2 separate regions of the Mus musculus genome follow, and region 2 is linked to region 1. A link is a contact called in public promoter capture Hi-C data. All regions are on one chromosome and are shown on one strand. The core of a region is the stretch at or near the end of the contact, and the rest is flanking DNA. Distances in the headings are between cores, read along the strand shown.

The links. Promoter capture Hi-C pulls out the DNA fragments that hold promoters and counts their contacts.
Region 2: a promoter capture Hi-C map of hippocampal neurons shows a contact between it and region 1, with 5 times the contacts expected there. The contact joins the promoter of Mocs1 here to the enhancer-like site in region 1. A contact is called at or near these places in 2 of 39 promoter capture datasets (embryonic stem cells and hippocampal neurons) and 6 of 115 datasets of contacts at active chromatin or transcription factors (the 230-238 cell line, bone marrow-derived macrophages, embryonic stem cells and 2 more).

The regions. Positions count from the first base shown.
Region 1 is chr17:48,608,617-48,612,064 of GRCm38.p6, reverse strand. No RefSeq gene overlaps it. Among named protein-coding and RNA genes, the nearest start is that of Gm24071, 7.5 kb to the left of the region's middle. Within about 2 kb of position 1,629, at least 11 of the 459 cell types and tissues checked have an H3K27ac peak or open chromatin away from gene starts, as enhancers often do. A contact at or near this core is called in hippocampal neurons, where this site is marked.
Region 2 is chr17:49,426,187-49,429,728 of GRCm38.p6, reverse strand. Mocs1 (molybdenum cofactor synthesis 1) reads right to left here and starts at 1,365. Exons shown (of 11, transcript NM_020042.2): 1 at 1,165-1,365. The coding sequence starts at 1,287.

The DNA of each region.
Region 1 (3,448 bases), core at 380-2,879:
CCATACAGATTACTCCACCAGCAGAATCCTAAGGCTTGGTCATGCAGGACAAAGCCTGATTTTCTCAGCAAACACACTGCAGGGGGCAGCAAGCAGGACAGCAGATGTTAGATTTGTGGTCTGGGAGTGAGGCTCCACAAACTGCAGGATGTGCAAGATTGGTGGGAGGACAGCTGGAAACAGATGAGATAGGCTTGAGGACAGGGTTGGGGTGGGGGGTGGGGGTGGCCCACAGCATGGAAATCGCAGGAAGCTGGCCAGTCCCATACCACACAAGCTACCACCAGCAGCTTCCCTCTTGCAAATTTCCCTACTATTTCTTCAGCCAAGGTCTCCCAGTCTCCTGCTGTCATGACCTGCTTTCTCTCAGGGCCCTGACTCGTCCTTCTAGAGGATTCTCAGTAGATCATAAAGCTGCAGGTGTTTCTATCCTAAGAGCCTTTGTTTATACATAAGACAGAGTGTCCTGTATCTCAGGCTAGCCTTGAACTCACTGTGTAGCAAAGGATGGCTTGGACTCTTGATGCTTCCTGTTTCACTTCCCGAGTGCTGGGACTACCAGCACGCACCGCACGCACCGCACGCACCGCACGCACCGCACGCACCGCACGCACCGCACGCACCGCACGCACCGCACACACCGCCATTCTGGGTTCTGTGCCGTGCTTGGACTTAAACCCGGGCTTTTGCACATGTCGGGCAAGCACTCTACCAACTGAGCTACATCCTAGCCACTCCTTGGTTGGGAGACCAAGGCTGTTTGTGATCATTCAGCATTAGTCTCCTGAGAGCTGTTCTGTCCTCTGCCTTTCATATCTCTGAGGCAGAACAGCATGCCAGAAGCCCTCCAGACCTGGGCAGAGGGGACAGGGTGTAAACTCCTCACATTTCACCCCTTCAACACGTTTGCCCATCTTCAGAAGGAGGGTAAATAGTAACTGTACTGTCTCAAGGCACCATGCTGCACAGGTGGCTGTAGCTGTATGAATGGTGGTGACTGTCCTGTCCTCACACACCTGCCTGCCTGCCCCACCCCAGCGCTCCGTAGGCAGGTGCTTTCCATTCTTTCCTGGTCCAGACGCATCTGCTCGGCTTCCCCTGGATACCGGAAGTTCCACTTATCAGCTGTCCCTCTGGCTTCTCGCCTGCAGGCCTCCCATCCAACTCTGAGAATTAGCTCCTTATTCTGCATCAGTAGTCTCCTGGGAACCGCAGCCCAGTGAGAGCCTCCAGTGATGTCAAGGCACATGTGCTTGTCAAAACTAACAGGATAGGCCGGGCATGGTGGTGCACGCTTTTAATCCCAGCACTTTGGAGGCAGAGGCAGGCGGATTTCTGAGTTCGAGGCCAGCCTGGTCTACAGAGTGAGTTCCAGGACAGCCAGGGCTATACAGAGAAACTCTGTCTCGAAAAACCAAAAAAACAAAAACAAAACAAAACAAAACAAAACCTAACAGGATAACTTTAAACCCTTAAATTTATGAAGGAATAAATTGGGGGAGACTCACAGACCCTGTCCCAACCCCCATGTGGAGTAGTCATTCCCTCAGGGGATGGGGTAACCCTGGGAATGGATTGTTGATCAAGGCTTAGCTGTGCAACTGAAGCCACGCCTCCCACGCTCCGCACTCAAACAGAATATGTTCACTTTGCACTAACAAGATCCACCCTCTTTGCGGAGACAAGATCTGTTCCTTGTACATACACAATTCATTCTCCTTATACAAGCAAGGCAGGCTAGGCCATTTGAGGCACGGAAAGCTGACTTCCTCTCCATCAGACCCCTAGACATGATGGAGACAGCCGCCTCATAAAGCGTTTGTTCAGCAACTGTGTTCAGAGCGCCCACCACGCGGCAGCTGCTAAGTGCTGGAATTGAATTTATTTTCTGTATTAAAGCTCAGGAAAGATTGGAAGGCCCCAACAGTGAAGCCTCCAGGTAAGATTTTTGTGCTTGAGCAGAATAAAAAGAAAATTCTTTAGCATGTTGCTAGTTATCATTCCTGGTGCTTACCTGGGAGGGGAAAAAAAAAAGATCTCAGCCCCGGAGGACAAGGAGGCTGCAGCTTTGAGGTGATAAGCCTGGGGGACCAGTTACCTCTTTGTCCTGAAGCCAGGGAATTCTTATTGTGGGAGACAGGAGTTGCTTTTGTCTGTCTGGGGACTGAATCCATAGCCTGGAGAATGCTGAGATACATAGCAACCTACCACTGAGCTACATCCCAAGCATGCTGTTGGCCGTTACTAGTTTTGAGACAGGATCTCACTGTCCAGCTCAGGATGACCTGGAATTCACTATTAGCCCAAACTCACCTGGAACTCATGATGCCCCTGCCTCAGCCTCTGGATTGCAGGGGTGCACCAGCACGGCCAGCTGTTGTTTTTCGAGGTCAGCGTGAATCATCTAGAAACTGTTACCTGTAAAAGCGTCTGCTCATCAGTCTCTTGCACCTAACCCTCCTTCATCTTTTGGAATTCCACACTATCGCCGTTGTCGGTGGAGCACCAAGTCCCAAGCCTTTGTGCAGCTGGTTCTGTAGCCGAGAACCCAAGGATGTGAGGAGCAACCATGTCGTTGATGCCTGGGTGTGTCCTTCACAGATCGCATGCTCTGTTTTACAGCCCCCACAGAAAGCATCAGTGACCCAGAGGGCAAAGGCAGTTCCCCAAAGCAGTCAGGGACATAGAGTGACCTGACAGAGATGGGCCACCTGCCTCATGGATCATCTGCCTGGGGTATGATGAAGGGACAAGGAAAACGATGAGGAAGGGATCCCTCACCTAGTTGAAACCTCTCAAGCTGAGACTCAAGAGTCACAAGACTGAAAAGATTACTCAGTGGTTAGGAGCCCTAGTTGCTCTTCCAGAGGACACAAATTTGGTACCCATGACCCACACTAGATGGTTTATTTCCTCCTGTAACTCTAGATCTGGTGTATCTCATACTCTCTTCTGGTCTCTACTGGCACCCAAGTAGGGAGCACACATGCTTACACATACACAGAAGTATTTTTTAATTCCAACACAAGTAATAACATTTATTTAAGGCCTCTCTCCCTTCCCTGCTATAAGCCTGCTGTTATCTAGGACTCTCACCAGAAAGAACACGTCCTAAATCCCTAGTGGCTCCAAGTTTTACCCTATCAGGTTACAATTCATGCAAACCCCTCCCCCCAGAATTACCCTCATTTCTTATTGAAAAGGCAAAGAAAGGGGAGGCAACTTCCTAGTAGTTCTTTGTGATAGAACACAAGCGTTACTAAAATGGCATCTGTCTACTGCTAAGACCCTTAATTGCAACGTCTCAAGATGTCCATTCCCACACTCTGGAATTGGCCACTATTCTTTCCCTGGACATCTTTCTATTTTCAATGAATTCCAGTGCTGCATCATACTGGCCTGTCCTGAAATTCTTTTCTGCTTAAAGCTGAAGACCAGGTTGTATGAG
Region 2 (3,542 bases), core at 116-2,615, 820 kb before region 1:
GACGGTCCCAAGTGAGATATGCAGAAAGCAATGTCTGAGGTACCACTGAAAGAATGACTGCTTGCCCTGGTAGGATGTGTCCAACAGGACCTAGTACAGCACCCCAGGGGAGAGGCTAGCACAGGTGTTTCTGTTTAAGGTCCCACCTTTACTGTGCCCCAAGAGAGAGTGTGAGGCCAAGGGGCCATCAGCTAGTCACACTGCACAGGCCCCCTCACAAAAAGCACAAAATCCATGATGAGGAAGAAAAAAATTATTTTTTGCTAGTATCGGTTTTTAAGAGCTCCCATGGTGGCCTTGGCTATCCTAGCGCTTTTCACTCAAGTACAAAGTTCAAGGGTTTGGAGAGCCCTGTAACAACAAGCCTGCTTTATCTGAGGATCCCAGAGAGGCAAGTCTGAGGAAGTGAACGCTCTGACATAAGCCTGCCTATGTCTTGAGCAAGATGGGAGAGGCAAATATTGTGAAATTCAGAGTCCTGGGACTTCACGCTCAGTTCTGGAAGACAGAAGCGGATGGAACAGTTTCGCAGGTTTCCCTAACCATTTAGATAAAACAACAAACTTAAGACCTACCGTCACTGGAAACACTCGGAGAAGTGCAATACAGGACCCTGCCCCTCACTATGAAGACAGGCAGGAACTCCTTATCACGGAACCTGATCTTGCTCTCGTTCTCATCAAATGAGGCCACCCCATCCCAAGAGAAAGAAGATAGGTCATGGAACCCTGCCACAACAAAGTGACAACCGGCTGTGCCGGACACCTGGCTAGCAATATTTTTTAGTCCTTGTCAAAGAAGCAGTTGTCCGGGGGACACCTGACTGCACTGGCACCCTCCTCCCCGGAGGTGAGGAATAATGTTTAATAGACTGGGTGGAAGCGAAAGCTGGAACAGCTCACTGGAACCTAACTCTCACTCCTTAATAGCACCCCCTTTTCCTGCTGCAGCACAGCTACCTGTTATTAGGTGGTTCTCCAGGGAAGGGGGTGCAGGGGAAACTGAGGAGTCCTTCCCGCTGGGCAGGAGTGAACTCAAGCAACCCAGCAGTGAGTGCCCAGGGTCCTCCCCAAAGGAAGCCTCAGGACAGAGTGCATTCTGAAGATTAGGGTGGCTTGGATCGCCCTCCAGGTAGGTGTGTGCAGGCGGGCTGGGTGGGCTCACCTCCCTGGTAGGTCTCGAGGGCTCCCCGGGGCGAGGCTGCGTCACCGGAGCCCCCGAGCTGCAACCCCGAGCATTGGACCTCAGGAGCTGCCGCACTATTCCGAACGCAGGCCGCGCCGCCATGAAGTCAGCAAAGGAAGTACCCGGCCTGAAGTGGGCCTCCAGAGCACTCTAGCCCGGGACCTGGAACAGAGTCATTTCGGAGGGGCGGAGCAGAGGGCGGCGCCCAAGTAGCCAATCAGCGAGGGTGCCTCTCCGCATTGCCCTCTGGAAGTTGTAGTCCACGCGTTCCGCCCCCTTCCAGGACGGAAGCGTGTTCTTGTGCAGAAATGCCAAGTCTGGGAGAGCTATGTTCTTTTCCTTCAGCTTTGCTTGGTCTTGGATTTAAGCTGTCTTTAGATGCAGAATTTAAAGGGGTGACATAAAAACTTCTAGGCACGTTATACTTTTTTTTTTCTTTTCGTTATGCAGGGGAGTAGAGACCCTTACACAGTGTCTCAAAGGTGTAACCCTGGCTGCCCTGGAACTCGCTTTGTAAACCAGGATGGCTTCAAATGTACAGATCGCCTTCTGCATCTGCTTCCCGAGTGCTGGGATTACAGCCCTTCAACTCTGACTCCAATGAAAATAATATTTTCTTTTTTTTACTCTTTAAATTATTTTTTAATGTATGAGAGTTTGCCTGCCCACCCTTAAGTGCACCATGGCGCAGTTGGTGGCCATAGACACCAGCAGGGGGCGTCGGATCCCTTGGAACCTGAGTTACAGATGGTTGTAGGATACCATATGGGTGATGGTCCCCTGGAAGAGCCGTCAGGCCTCTTAACCACTGAGCCATCTTTCTAGTCCCTTAACTTATTTTTTAAGTTAGCATACAAAATAGCATGCTACTTTATGACATAGTCTTAAGTCAAATAATATCTCAATACATAAAAATCTGCTTGGGTGCGCCAGTAAAATACCAATATTCTATTTAAAAACATCAACTTTACTAATTGCCTTCACTTTACCCTACACCAGACTCTGCTTGTATCTCAGCTCCCTTCTTATGGACACTCTAGTTGTGTCTCCCATACATCAATAGTCTTTGTTTCTCCGTTTAAAAACAGATTTATGAAAGGAAGACACAAAAGAATGGGTGACCCTCGAATTGCTCCCTACACACAGAACTCTGAGCTAACCATCAATCCCATGACCCTGGTGTGGATAGAAAGTTTGTGTAGCAATTAAGGAAAAAAGTCTCAGAGAGTGGAGGCAATTTTTCCAGAGCTGTGTAGCTGATTAAACTGCCCAAACCTTGTAGAAGTTAGGCCTGGTTCTTTCTCCCAGTCCCATGCTCCCAGAAAGAAGACTCAGATTCAAAATATATTTACAACTACATTGGCCATATAGTTAGGCTCTTCTCTGATTAGAATCATAACTTACATCTTATCTTGTTCTACATTCTGGCACGTGACTGGTTACCTGTGCTCAGGTACCATGAAGCCACGACCAGCATAGAGCATGTGTGAGCTGTAGTTGGAAGAGGAAGTATGGCATACAATCCAGAAGAACTGACAGTTCCTCGGCGACGGAAGAATAACAGGACATCGCTGATTTTTACAAATACAGGCTGGTTATTGTAAAAGCAGGGGTGGTTTTGTCTGGATAGTCAGATAAGCCTTCTCCAGATTGTTTTGTCCTGTCTCAACTTTGAGTAGCATTATGGGGAAAAAAAGTATCAGCTTGAATTGGAATGGATTTGGTGGGGCATGTCTGTCAGGATCTGCGAGAGGCCTGGGGATCCCCTGAGAATGGCTGACACGCTGCCCACCACTACGGCTATCTCTGCCTGCATTTGTCAGCAGAACTGGGGGGGGGGGGTAGAAAGCAAGAAAACAAAACCCATTTCTTTGCAGGTGGAAGGCCTGAAAAGCTTTCAAGAGAGCATCAAACCCAGGAGAAAAAGCTTGTTGACATGATAGACTTGAATCAGGAACAAGAATGTGGAGGCAGATGCCTCAGGGGGCTGAAAGGGCTCAAAATAAATTCTGTGGCCGCATCTTCTCAGAGAAGAGAGAACCTAGTATCCACACAGAAAGAGAGTGCTCATATTAGTACCCAGAAAATCACCCATAGGAAGCCATAGGAAGCTTTCACAAACACTGCCATGGAACCTGTGAGACCATCTGTTGTCTGGTGGGGGGGGGGGCTTAGGTTTATTGTAGACACTCCCACCTCATGCACAATCAGCAACAGAGGTCTCAGATGTGTGTGCCAATCCTGGCGTTTTGAGAATTCCTTCCCTAGGGAGACGTCCAAGTCAGAGTCTATCAAAATTCAACCCAGCAAAAAACCAAGTTTGTCAGGCTTGCTTTACTTAGAGTGTGGGTGAGGGG